Linked DNA regions of Rattus norvegicus: all the other regions are linked to region 1. A link is a contact called in public Hi-C data. All regions are on one chromosome and are shown on one strand. The core of a region is the stretch at or near the end of the contact, and the rest is flanking DNA. Distances in the headings are between cores, read along the strand shown.

Region 1 (4,517 bases), core at 1,176-3,675:
GTTTGTTCTGGTCCTGTTTAAGCAGTTATGCAGTTAAAGGGTCTTGGGTGAAGCTTCCCCGTTATTTCAAGGAGACATACTTTCACAGCAGATTTTTTTTTCTGGTCTTCTGGCATTTCCAACCTTCCCACCACTCTACCCTGGTGTTTCCTGGGGCCTGGGTGCAGGAGATGTGCTGTAGATGTATTCATTGGCACCCCAGGAAGTCTTAACATCATTGGTTGAGTGTGCTAATATGATCAAATACCAAAGGTATTTGTCATTCGTATATTGGTAAATCTGTTGACTGCAAATAAATGACCTCAGTATAACAAACAATTCTTAGATTTAATATATGTATAGCAAAGAGCTTAAAAGAATACTGTTTTTAAAAGACATTCTTAGTACAGGCAATTCATGTCTAAGGAACAATAAAGATCACTCAACGTTGGCGCACATATAGCACGGAGGTTTGCAGACTTCTATATAGGATATTTTTTAAAACAATTTAACTACTTTATTTAATGTCTACACCTACTTCGTAGAATACATTGTTTTCAGGTTACAGGTGGCAAAGCTGAGGCACAGGGAGGACTAGTAACAAACTCAGAACTGATCAGCTGTGTGGTGTTACAGCCACCATGTAAACCTCTTCCACTTTGAAATTATGGCGTGATCCGTGTGAAGCTGAATCAGGACAGAGGTGGGGGTGTTGATCCTTCCCTGGAACTACTGTGGAAGGATCAAAGGAAAAGTCTGTGTGTAGTAAGGCCCAAGTATAAAATGATTCTTAGCGTAAGGTTCATAGAACACTAGGACATTAAATTGAGCAGTTCTTTTTTTTTTTTTTTTTTTGTAGTCTGAAAATACCTTTTTTTTTTAATTTATTTAATACTTAATAATAATTCTTTGGTTTCCGGGCAAACATCCCCCTCCCCCCTCCCCTTCCTTATGGGTGTTCCCCTCCCAACCCTCCCCCCATTGCCGCCCTCCCCCCAACAGTCTAGTTCACTGGGGGTTCAGTCTTAGCAGGACCCAGGGCTTCCCCTTCCACTGGTGCTCTTACTAGGATATTCATTGCTACCTATGAAGTCAGAGTCCAAAATCGGGCAGTTCTAACTTACTGCACTGTGCTCTGGCCTAAACGCTCCCCTTCAGGGTAAGTCAGTCGTTGGGAAGACAGAAGAGGGGAGCAGAAAAAGGGTCTATCATGCAAAATCACTTTTGCCTGGGCTTCAGAAAATGGCCTTCATTTTTTTAAATATGCAAAGTCTTGCTTGACTACTGATCGCTAAGTCTTCCACTGGGAATGTGAATAATTTTTAAACATTCTTTTTTTTTTTTTTGGTTCTTTTTTTTTTTTTTTTTTTTTTTCCGGAGCTGGGGTTCGGTCCCCAGGGCCTTGCGCTTCCTAGGCAAGCGCTCTACCAACTGAGCTAAATCCCCAACCATTTTTAAACATTTTTGATTTTTATCAAACAGCAAAAATGTTCATAGGAAGAGGCCAGCAGATTATCTCTGAACCTTAAGAAAAACTTGAAGAAAAAAAAAAGTCTTGAAGAAACGCATCCTAAAAAAATAATCGTTTTCCATCATCCAATTCCAGCTCAATTCCCAGCTGATTAAATTCTTATTATAGGGCGACATTACCCACAAGCAAAATCACAAGGGAGATTTTAAGTCGCTTTGTAAACAAGTACTAACGTTTCAGATGAACGTTGCTAAACATGACGATCATGGAGCAGAAAGAATTTTATTATCAGGACAAGATGGTACAGGGGAGTCTGTGGGAGGAGCTCTGGGTGTAGCGGGTGACTGTTTTCTGTAACACTCAAGCTCGCCTCCGGCTTATGTACAAGGGACACCCTCAATAGCAGCCTATCTGGTAGCTTCTGCGAAGATCTGAGAAAATCGAAACAAGGGCGAAGGGCGGGAGTGAGGCGTGGAGGGACAACATCTTCTGAACAAAACATTCTCAAGGATATGCGTTCGTTATTTTGTTTTACGGCTCTAGCTTTTATCACTCTCTTGTCCGACTCCTTCCCCTTGGCCAGTTCCGTTAATCCTCTTGAGGCTCCACCCTCCTCTAGCTGGTTCTTTCTCTCTGGGCTCATTAAAGCTGCTGCGAGCCTTGCTTCCCTCTGCCCTTCGCCTTTGTAGAAATCTTAGAGACGGGATGTATATTCTGAAACTTCGGAGGGTTTCTAAGTGGCGCTGAGCATGCTCAGTAGCTCCGAGGGAAGGTTTGCTCTCCAGCAGTTGACCTTATTCGACCTCTCCAGAAATAGATATTTAACTCTCTGAACTCCTGTTTAAGTATAGGATTTGTTTTGGCTCTCTCTTCACTTTTAAGGTTCAAAGGGAAGAGGCGAGGAGTCCAGGGTCTCACCGCCCACGCAGCCAATGAGAAGCCTGGGGGGTGGAGCCTGGCCAGCTCTGGCTGCTGAGGGACTCGCCCCCGGTGGATGCGGTGGAGTTTGAGCTTTTTGCTGCATCCGTCCCTGAAGAACAAAATAAGAGTAAGGGAGACAAGCTGCAGAGCATGGGAGGCTGTGGGGTTTTCTGAAACGTTTGCTGGGCTCTCCGCGGAGCATGAGCTGTTAAAAGGAGTTCTTTGGAGAGAAATCCATTTGTGTTAGCTGGAAAAATGATACACATGCTAAATGCAGCAGCCTATCGGGTGAAATGGACCAGATCCGGTGCTGCTAAAAGGGCTGCCTGCCTGGTGGCTGCGGCATATGCTCTGAAAACCCTCTATCCCATCCTTGGCAGGCGTTTAAAGCAGCCTGGCCACCGGAAGGCGAAAGCAGAAGATTACCCGCCTGCAGAGAACAGAGAAAGACTGCATTGCACAGAGATCATCTGTAAAAAACCTGCGCCGGGACTAAATGCAGATTTTTTCAAACAGCTACTAGAACTTCGGAAAATCCTCTTTCCAAAACTTGTGACCACTGAAACGGGGTGGCTCTGCCTCCACTCGGTGGCTCTAATCTCACGAACGTTTCTGTCTATCTACGTGGCTGGTCTGGATGGGAAAATCGTGAAAAGCATCGTGGAAAAGAAGCCTCGGACTTTCATCATCAAACTAGTCAAGTGGCTTATGATTGCCGTCCCCGCTACCTTTGTCAACAGCGCTATCAGGTACCTGGAGTGCAAACTGGCATTGGCCTTTAGAACTCGCTTAGTGGACCATGCCTATGAGACCTATTTTGCAAATCAGACTTATTATAAGGTGATAAATATGGACGGGAGGCTGGCAAACCCTGACCAGTCTCTTACTGAAGACATTATGATGTTCTCGCAATCGGTGGCTCACCTGTATTCCAACCTTACCAAACCGATTTTAGATGTAATTCTAACCTCCTATACCCTCATCCGGACAGCTACATCCAGAGGAGCAAGCCCCATCGGGCCCACCCTGTTAGCAGGGCTCGTGGTGTATGCCACTGCTAAAGTCCTGAAAGCTTGCTCGCCCAAATTTGGTACTCTGGTGGCTGAAGAAGCTCATAGAAAGGGCTACTTGCGGTATGTTCACTCCAGAATCATAGCCAATGTGGAAGAAATTGCCTTCTACAGAGGACATAAGGTAAGACAGACATTAAAGCAACGGGTGAAATGTGAGACTGTCCAAGCAGCCACTCCTCTGCTAGATACCATCTGTTGTCTTGTTGACAGACCCACTTTCTGAGCATTTTACAGTCCTCTGGTAGCTAAGTCGTGCTAAAATACATTAGCCCTTTAAATCATCAGCCGTTAGAGAGTTAAAGAGTCTGAACTTTTCTGGAGTTTCACGAGAATAAAATGTCTGATCTTTTTTAAGTGGTCTGCACAGCCTCTGTTACTCCCAGTATGACTGTAATGAATGAACTCGAAGGCATTTTCTTAAAACTTAAGCACTAACTTGGTGAAGGGTTCTGTACATTGTGTAAAAAACGCACATCTGGGAACTGGGAGTAAACCTCTGGACTGAGATGAGGATGTTAGGGTAGTCTCCTTTGTTGTTCTTTTGTGTTCAAGGGGGATAACTGCAGGTTCAGACAGTTCTGCAGAACTGATCAATGAAAGTGTGCAGATTAAGAAATGCAGAAAAGTTTCTAATAAAATGGCATTTCCTTTATTTACTTTTAGCTCATGCCAAGGACATAACTTTGACAGAGATAATTAAATTTTGCCTAGGAGAGGAGTAAAAACTAAGATTAGCGGGGACAGGAGGAGGAAGGAGCACTATTTTTAAATGCTACAGATCCTTAACAGTTGAACAATTAGCCCAGTTATATAAAAATTGCGGTGTATTATAATGGCTTCAGAATGATATAAACTGAGGGTGGGGACATCTGAAATATAGTACCAATGGTTTGGCAATACATACTGAAGTATTTAAAAATATTTTTTAACTACCAAGCAGAATGATGTTCCTTTTAAAGCACCAAGAATTATCATTGTTTCTTTCTCAATAGCAGAAACAGTCCAAAGGAAAAAAATCTAAACTAATTTAGGACCTCTATTCCTACTTGGAATTTGCTTTGTGTACTGTGTCC
Region 2 (4,517 bases), core at 1,092-3,591, 200 kb after region 1:
TAGTGATAGCGAGCTAAACTCGGGGGAAGTTAGATGATTTATTCAAAACCACGTAGTTTCTGAAGGAAGTCAGTAACACACGTTTGTTGTGTTTGTTCTCCAATGGTGTCGCTTCAGATTGGCACACAGGAGAGGCCATGAGACTTTCGTTCAGAATAAGTGAAGCCTCCTTAGTTAGTCGTTTAAATATCATTGGCGGTTCCCACAGAGTCTAAAATCGGAGCTTGTTTTGTGCGTGGAGAAAGTTTTCAGAAAAGGTCGGTTGAACGGAACGCGGGGCGTTTGCTGAGTAACTGTTGGCTTCTGTGGTCTTCCCTTCTAAGCCTTGGCACTGTAGGACTCCATAGTTAAACATTTCCTTCTGCTGCACAGCCCGCTCTTTCTGCTCCATCGGATGTATAAATGGAAACTTTGTTCTTGGCATTTGAATCCATCCATAGCCCAATTCAACACGTTGAACATGCTCAACAAACTTCCCTTTTTATGCTTTTAGTGGTCTGAAAGTCGTGTGTATTGAGTGGAGGGCACACAACGGACAATCTGGGAATTAAGTCTCTTTTCGGACAGCTATTTTTAAAAAAAAGACTTTTGAATAAATTTGAATTTAGGTTTAAAGTCAGTTTGCCTCAGAAAAAGAGCTGCGTTTAATTCAGCAGCGTTTTAAAATATTTCTTCCTTTTATGTAATGTTGGCATGGTCTTATCTCTCTTTGAATGTATTGCATGTTTGCATGCAATATGGCTTTTGTTGTGGCATATTTTTAAACCTGGTTTTTGTATTTTCTGTGTGATTTTCAGGATTATTCTAGGTTTTATAACGAAGTAAAATATTGTTTTTGAGTCCAGTGAACATTTTCTTACTTCTACCCTCCCTCCCTCCATCCCTCCGTCCCTCCGTCCCTCCCTCCCTCCCTTCCTTCCTTCCTTCCTTCCTTCCTTCCTTTCTTTTTTTAAAAAAAGATTTATTTACTATGTATGCAGCATTCTGCCTGTATGTATGCCTGCAGGCCAGAAGAGGGCATCAGATCCCATTACAGATGGTTGTGAGCCACCATGTGGTTGCTGGGACTTGAACTCAGGACCTCTGGAAGAGCAGTCAGTGCTCTTAACCCCTGAGCCATCTCTCCAGCCTCTTCTTTTCTTTCTTTTGTTTTCCTTTTTTGTTTTTGAGACAGGGTCTATCTGTATAGCCCTGGCTTTCCTGGAAATTCCTATGTTAGACCAGGCTGGCCTTGAGCTCATAGAGATCTACTTGCCCGGCCTCCAAAGAGCTGGGATTAAAGGTGTGTACAAGTTCACTCAGTCCTCTATTTCTTTAAAGTTACAGTTCTATAACTTTAACTATGAAACAAAGCAGGCCAGCTGTGTGTTCTGCCCCTTGCACATTTATATAGTTTGAATATGTTCATCCCCTTGAAAGCTTGCTTGCTCTGCAAGCATACGGAGCTGTTTTTACTGGGGAGCTTGCCTGATTGTAGAGGTTCAGCCAGTGGCTCCTTACCCGTATCCTAATGACGAGTGAGTTGTCCTTAGAGGAGACGACCCTCTCTGATTCCAACCTTAGTGCGCTATTTCTGCCTAAACTTTCAGGATCGAGTGCCTAGTTCAAAAACATTGTACTTTGATTAAATTTGGGGAAGTAAAATAGGTCCTCCCCTCTTTTTGTAGATGGAGCAAATCACACATAAATGAAAAAATAGGATAAAGTTTAAGTATCAGTATTTGTGTGCATAATTTAAAGTTTGTTTTCAACAAACCAGCTTTTATCTGTTTTTATTATGTATATATGTATATATAATTATATTAGATGTATAATTATGCATCTAGTCATAATACTGTATATTGCAATTTAAAAATTTTGCACTCAAAATTCTGGAAATGCTGAAAAACATAAAACCTGAGTAAGACCAATTATATTTCTAAATTATAATATATATTCCACATATATTCTGCTATGCTATACTGCATAACCGAGAGAAATAGATTACCATATTACCAATTGTTTCTTCTAAGTTAAAGATACCTTCTTTAAAATAGAATTATGAAAAGTAAGCATTTTCTGATGCTTGCAAGCTAGTTCTTGAGACATATACTTTTGAGTTTTGTTTAACACAGGATATATTTTTTCCTTCCTTGCTCAATGACAGCCAGCTCCTCGACTTCCCAACTTTCTTAGTTCCTACTTAATAAGCCCTGATCTTAATGCTTTTCAAACTACTTGTGAAATGCAAGCCTCCCTGCCTTCCAATTTACAGTTGACTACTGCTATCCGTAACTGACCCCCGATTGCCCCATTTGTGACTCACTGCATGAGTCTGGACTGGTCTGGACTGCCGACAGCGAGATGAGCTCATTGTTTACAGGAGGCTCAGATGCTCCAGAGGCTTGAAGCATGCTTACACCCAATCTCTCTTCTTACCGTCTGTAATATGGGATTGCAGTCGGCGCTTTGCAGAATGGTGCAGCAGACCGCACCTGAGACTGTCGTCTTCTCTAGGCAGCATCCTATCAGTTCTTCCTTTTAATTGGCTACCGTATTTTCATCATCAGGGTATAGCTAGAGAGGTATATGTTATCTCAATTTAGCGATCTCTCCCATCGTGTCCATCGTGTTTGCTTAGGCATATTTTATACAATACAGCAGAACGCTTGATAACTAAGATGCATCCAGGTACCATGTCACGTATTCGGAAGTACCTTGAAGAACTAAACTTGATGGGCCCTCTCATTTAGTGTCTGAAGTAGGTAAAACATTCATGAAGGTGCTCATGTACTGGATAAGGAGGAAAAGTTCTAACGGTGCCAGAGGCAGAGGAGGAAAAGTACAGCCGAGTGGGGTGTTCGCTGACAGAATGCTCAAAGGAATGAGGGAGAGCCGGTATGGTAGCTCATCCGTTAATGCCGGCGCTCCGGAGGCAGGTGCCGGTAGATCTCCGTGAGTTCGAGGCTGGCTCTGTAGCTGTGTTCCAGGTCATCCAGGGACATACAGTGCGACCCTGTCTCAAAAAAAAAATTAGTAAGAGGAGAGAAGATACAGAATTTGACCTTTCAATTTGCTGTGTTTTTGAGATAAGGTCTCACTGTTGTCCAGGTTGTTTTGTACTTGTTATCCTCCTGCATCAGCTTCAGCTTCCTCAACAACTGGTAACAACATCCTTCTAAAAAGGCCCAGTAGGACACAGTTGAGATTCCAGGGGGAAAAGAAACAATTAGATTACTGATTAGGACCAATTGCCATTAAATTGGGTCCTTTGTTTGTATGTGCATATATATATCTATATATATCTATATATATACATATATATATATACATACATACATATATATATAAAATGAATGAGTGCACTGTAGGTGCCTTCGGACACACCAGAATGCGGCATCGGACCCCATTACGGATGGTTGTGAGCCACCATGTGGTTGCTGGGAATTGAACTCAGGACCTCTGGAAGAGCAGTCAGAGCTCTTAACCACTGAGCCATCTCCCCAGCCCGAAATTAGTTTTTCAACGTGCTATATTTATAGTTAAAATGATAATGGAATTATTGTGTGCCCTGCCTCAAAAAGTTTAATAGAATCGAGAGATACATTGTCAAGATATTATGAATCAAAGAACGTATGTGTCCTTTCTCTCCTGCCTTACCTAAGTAAACAAAAGCCTTCTGTTAAGATGGTCTTAAATCAGGAAGGCTTTTAAAGTTGACTTGATTTGTAAGTTAGTAACACCAATTTTTTAAAAAATAATCTTCAAGAGAAGATGCTATTTAAATGGCAGGAACTTGAAAATGTGCATTTCAGTATTGGCTTTTGTTTCTACAACTAATTGTTATCTGTCACTTTCAGCCAAACAATCATGATAGCGTGTGTCAGCCCTTCAGACCGGGATTTTATGGAGACACTAAACACTCTGAAATACGCCAACCGAGCTAGAAATATTAAGAACAAGGTGATGGTCAATCAAGACAGAGCCAGTCAGCAAATCAATGCTCTCCGAAGTGAGATCACGCGGCTTCAGATGGAGCTCATGGAATACAAAACAGTAAGCTCAAAGCGCTGACGGCCTCCCCTGACTGAGCGAAGGCTCCTGTGTCCTGAATACAGTCTTGACCTTTTTGGAGCAGATGCATGTATTAGCCTTGGAGGGAGTCCTCGGGAAGCCAGACTGTCTAGAATTCTTCAAAAGGCTCCTTACCCAGTCTATAATTCTTCTGACTAATGCGCCGTGAAAGATTGGAGTCGAAGGGAATGGATTTATTTTGCCTTGGGGCTGGGTAGATAAAAAGGCTGTTGGTTATAGAACTGTGTGATCTTGGGGTGTCTTTAAAGAAAACTCTTGTGTACTTAAGGCCTGTATTAACCAACGGGGGGTGGTGGGGTGGTGATTTTTCTTTTCAAGGGTAAAAGAATCATCGATGAGGAAGGCGTAGAAAGCATCAACGACATGTTTCATGAGAATGCTATGCTCCAGACGGAAAATAATAATCTACGTGTAAGAATAAAAGCCATGCAGGAGACCGTTGA
Region 3 (4,517 bases), core at 986-3,485, 130 kb after region 1:
GTCTAGAAGAATTTAGGCTCTTCATGTGAGGTGACCAGTGGAAAGTTTCAGATCTGGGGATGGCAGGAATGGCTTATGTCATTCTGTTAGTGTGGAGGCAAGAGGGGACTCTGGGATCCCATCCTGGGCTTTTTAATAATTGTAGAATTTACCGTTCTCTGTAGCACTTGTTATAGGCCTATCGTAATTTCTAATGTACATACAGACTTTCAAACACCAGAACTAAACAGTTAATTCTTTGTAGCCCTGGCTGGAAAGGTGGCTCAGTGGTTAATAGCACTGACTGCTCTTCCAGAGGTCCTGAGTTCAAATTCCAGCAACCACATGGTGGCTCACAACCATCTGATATGAGATCTGATGCCCTCTTCTGGTATGTCTGAAGACAGCTACAGTGGACTCACATATAATAAATAAATAAATCTTAAAAAAAAATTCTTCGTAGCCGTGGCATTGGCTTATTCTCCACATCCCTAGTGTCCAGCCCTTTTTGCACATAGCAGTCATCTTCTTAAGCATTCAGTAAATATATGTTCGGGACAGGATATGAACCCTTGCATGGCAAAAAGCTCTGTCTTTGGGATTTTCTTTAATGTGAGTTTATTAATTGGAAGGACAAGAAAATAATACGTATAAAGAATTTTCAAATATTATTCGAAATGAACCATCAATTTTAGAACCTTCGGCATGTAGGGTTCTGAAGTTTTATGTGGCCTTTGACTGCAACCGTGTCCAATGGGAATCCTGGAGCCTCTGATGTTACTGATGCCATTCGGCCACACATTTCAGTCTGGTGGCTTGGGACTAGAGTTGGCCAGACATAATCTGCCCAGTTCTTGTAGCATGTCCTGTGACATCTCTTTTTGACACACATGGGTACTGTTGCTATTTAAAGGGAAGACTTTGAAAAGGTAATAATTTTTTTTAAAGATTTATTTATTTATTATATATAAGTACACTGTAGCTGTCTTCAGACACACCAGAAGAGGGCATCGGATCTCTTTACAGATGGTTGTGAGCCACCATGTGGTTGCTGGGAATTGAACTCATGACCTCTGGAAGAGCAGCCGGGTGCTCTTAACCGCTGAGCCATCTCTCCAGCCCCCGAAAAGGTAATAATTTATGTCGCTTTGTTGCTAAGTGTGTTCTGTTGTGCTTGTCCTTTGTGACGCACATTTATCTCAGAAACAAGGTGGTCAAACCAGATCCATCCAGGCCTGGACCTATCAAGTTAGGACGGATGTGGCTCCATTATGTTGGCGGATAAATATCGAGGCTAGGCCAGGCTCTCCAGGGGGAAGGCGGAGGACAGCTTTGCTACCAGTTTGGCACGCAGAAGGACGCTACGACCTTGTTTGTTTTTAACCTTCCACTTATTGTGTCTGTAACGATTTAAAGGTGGCAAGATAAGAAATAGCATGCAGGAATATCTCTAAGAATAAATACCACAGGCCTTCTTCCCATGGGTATAGAAGGCTCAGACTTTTTTCCTAACCCAATATACACTGCCTCTTCGGACACTCTCTGATCAGGGCCACACAGGTGTGTGATTTTAGCTTCTATCTGCTTGGGCCAGTGCTTTTATTTGGATAGCGATATTTAATCTGTTATACTGTTTTGTGTGAACCCACATGTTTATTTACAGAAATGTACGGAACAGTCCACAAAAGATACTCTGTGGCAAAGCTAACAAAGGCTGTTTCCACAGAGCTATCTAAAGGCATGTGGAAGGACAAAGATGACGTGCAGAACGCACAATGGAACACTGTTGACAGAATCCCGGGATCCCGGGAGGAGCTTTTGAAAGGCCAGCAGGGAAAGAAAATCCGTTTGCAAGGATTTACCACGGTGCACGCCTCCATGGAAAGCAGTTGTGGAAACGCTTGGCAGTACCAGGGTCCGGGGCACTTAGCATGTTCCTAAGACTGAACTGTAATGCACTGACGAGGCTGAGGGGGTAAAACGTTCCACGTCCCAAGGGATCGGGCAGAGGGCAGAGCCGGGTCTGGAAAGGGGTCAAGGTCCGTGCTGCAGAAGGGGCAGGTGGCTGCGGGGACGCGCCTCCGGGGGATGGGAAGGGGAGGGGGTCGGCTCGCCTCCGCGCGGTGCCGCGCCCGCCTGGCGGTGCCGCCGGGGCGGGGCGCACCGGACCGGCCACGGCTGACGCAGGGCAGCGCGGAGCCCGGCGAGTGGGGGCAAGGGGCGGCGCCGCCCTGAGTCACCGCCCCCTCCCGCGCCTCCGCGCCGCCACCTTTCCATTCAGTCGCCCAACATGGCTGGAGCACGGCGGTGAGCCCTCGCCACCGTCACCGCCACCGCCGCCGCCGTCACCACCGCCGCCGCCTGCCCCGAACACTCGGCACTGTGCTGGGATCCGGGCGGCCGCAGGCATGTTGGGCGCCGCGGACGAGAGCTCGGTGCGCGTGGCTGTCAGGTGAGCTGCGGGTGGGAAGGAAAGCTGAGGCGAGCGAGCGAGCGAGCGAGCGGGCGGGCTCTCCTGCTGCCCGCTCCGGGGCCGGTGCGTCGCATCGCGGCTTCTCCGGGAACAGCAGCGGCCGCCCCGCACCCCCACACTCCTGCGGATCGGGCGCCGCTCGCTGCACCGGAGCCTCACGTTTGGCCTCCGGGTGAGCGCCTCCCGGTGTCCCCAGGAGTCGCCGCCGCGGCTGCCGCCCTGCAGGTGGGCCCGAGGTGTCTGTCCCCTGCCCTTCCCCGGCCCAGCCCCCGCCGCACCGGGCTCGGAGCCGCAGACAAAGCGTCGCGGTGACAAACGCGCGGCCCGCGCCCACTCGGGTCCCCACGGTGCCGCGCGTCGCGACACCTGGCCTCTCAGGTGACCTGGTAGGGTGTGTGTTGCGGGACTTCTGCACCCGCTGGAGGTCCGGAGAAGGCAAGCAACGTCAGCAAGCCTGAGGGTTAGTTAGATGGGCGACTGGGAGAAACCACCTGAGGTTAGTTAAGCACCGTGGATGTTGACAGTGACATCACACACGCCTGGGGTTGAGTTTTGAAATGCTGGCTAGGTTACATACAGTGTTGTGGTTAGTGACGGGGACATGGATATTCGATGTAATTTGGCTGTTTTGATGCATCGCAAGAACTCCGACGGTTGCTCTTGGAAAAGTGCAGCATCATCACACTGAAAAATTAATGAAGCATTCATCCTCTGATAAAATGGAGCGATGGCTTCCATCGCTCTGATAAAATACGGCTAACTCATTTACAATTTAAAGATTATAAAGGTAGCCTGTCTTCAGAGAAATCTATAAATTAGTAAACATCTGTTGTCAACGTCTTAGTCGAACAATTACTACAAGTTACATAACGTAAGCGTTCCTATTGTTATTTTAGTGACAAATCTTTATTAAGCCCAGGTTTGCATGTCCTGGGTCTTTAATTGTCTTAAGGAATAAAAAGAAATGGGAAGGTATATTGATTCCTGTATTTTGCAGATAATGCAATTAGCTCAGAACAGAGATGACAGTTTTATGATTCTTTACACACTCCTGTTGTAAAACATTGAAAATTTGATTCCGCTTTTCTGTTTTTCCTGGACTATATTTTTCCATTACTAGATGAGATAGTTTTTCCTATTCATCCTACTAACTTTCTTTGGGCCTTAAAATATGAATCAGCGTGTGCACCAGGGCCAGGTAAATGGAAGGCAAAGACTGGAAGGCCATTAAGAGCCTGTTTTATTAGGACCTCTGATTATGAATGGTGGGGGAAGGGGGAGGACCTGAAATACAGAATGATATTGAAAGTGGAAATTTTGCTTGTGAGAAACCATCTTTTAATAAAGATTTGAGATTCATGTGCGTGCATCTTCTACAATGTCATTGATGAATTTGTTGACCATTCTATTAAACCTCTTCTTGCTTCCAATGGAAGCAAACAGAGTTGTGACTGACTGGGCCTAAGGTGGTAATGACCAATAAATATCTCATGTTACATTACATTACATTACATTGCCTTACCTTACCTTACATTACAGAATGATGTGGGTCTGATTTTTTGAGGAGAAGGTTCATCTGTCATTTGGCCTTCCACATGCTAGGAAAACAGGTGTGTGAGCCGTTGGGGACCAACATTGTAAAGGTTCAGTTTGTTGAAACTGGGATTTTTTTTCCCATTAAATACATTGCTGTCTTGTCTGAACCCTTTAAATTTATTATAATGGGCTAAAAAGAGCTTTTATTCACATACCATTATAATATTTATAAAGTACTCACACCGCTGGTTCTCAGTCTTTCTAATGCTGCTTGTGACACTTTAATACAGTTCATGTTATGGTGACACCCCCAACCATAAAATTATTTTCGTGGCTACTCCATAACTGTAATTTTGTTCCTGTTATGAATCATAATTTAAACATCTGTGATTTCCTTAGGCGACGCCTGTAAAAGGGTTGTTTGACCCCCAGAGAGGTTGCAACCCACAGGTTGAAAACCACTGGCACTTTCTACCACACATATGGGAATTCTGTCCTGTGTCTGCTACTCTGATTTCTGAGCTGAAAT

The links. A called contact is a pair of places that touch in the nucleus more often than the background predicts.
Region 2: a Hi-C map of Schwann cells shows a contact between it and region 1, with 6 times the contacts expected there. The contact joins the enhancer-like site here to the promoter of Abcd2 in region 1. A contact is called at or near these places in 1 of 12 Hi-C or Micro-C datasets (Schwann cells) and 1 of 1 datasets of contacts at active chromatin or transcription factors (oligodendrocytes).
Region 3: a Hi-C map of Schwann cells shows a contact between it and region 1, with 4 times the contacts expected there. The contact joins the promoter of Kif21a here to the promoter of Abcd2 in region 1. A contact is called at or near these places in 1 of 12 Hi-C or Micro-C datasets (Schwann cells) and 1 of 1 datasets of contacts at active chromatin or transcription factors (oligodendrocytes).

What each region holds. Positions count from the first base shown.
Region 1 is chr7:124,189,110-124,193,626 of GRCr8, reverse strand. It overlaps Abcd2 (ATP binding cassette subfamily D member 2), which reads left to right and starts at 2,425. Exons shown (of 10, transcript NM_033352.2): 1 at 2,425-3,565. The coding sequence starts at 2,627.
Region 2 is chr7:123,992,910-123,997,426 of GRCr8, reverse strand. It overlaps Kif21a (kinesin family member 21A), which reads left to right. Exons shown (of 37, transcript NM_001371538.1): 8 at 3,840-4,035; 9 at 4,393-4,517. Among named protein-coding and RNA genes, the nearest start is that of Kif21a, 63 kb to the left of the region's middle. Within about 2 kb of position 2,341, at least 5 of the 93 cell types and tissues checked have an H3K27ac peak or open chromatin away from gene starts, as enhancers often do. A contact at or near this core is called in Schwann cells, where this site is marked.
Region 3 is chr7:124,056,258-124,060,774 of GRCr8, reverse strand. It overlaps Kif21a (kinesin family member 21A), which reads left to right and starts at 2,235. Exons shown (of 37, transcript NM_001371538.1): 1 at 2,235-2,431. The coding sequence starts at 2,388.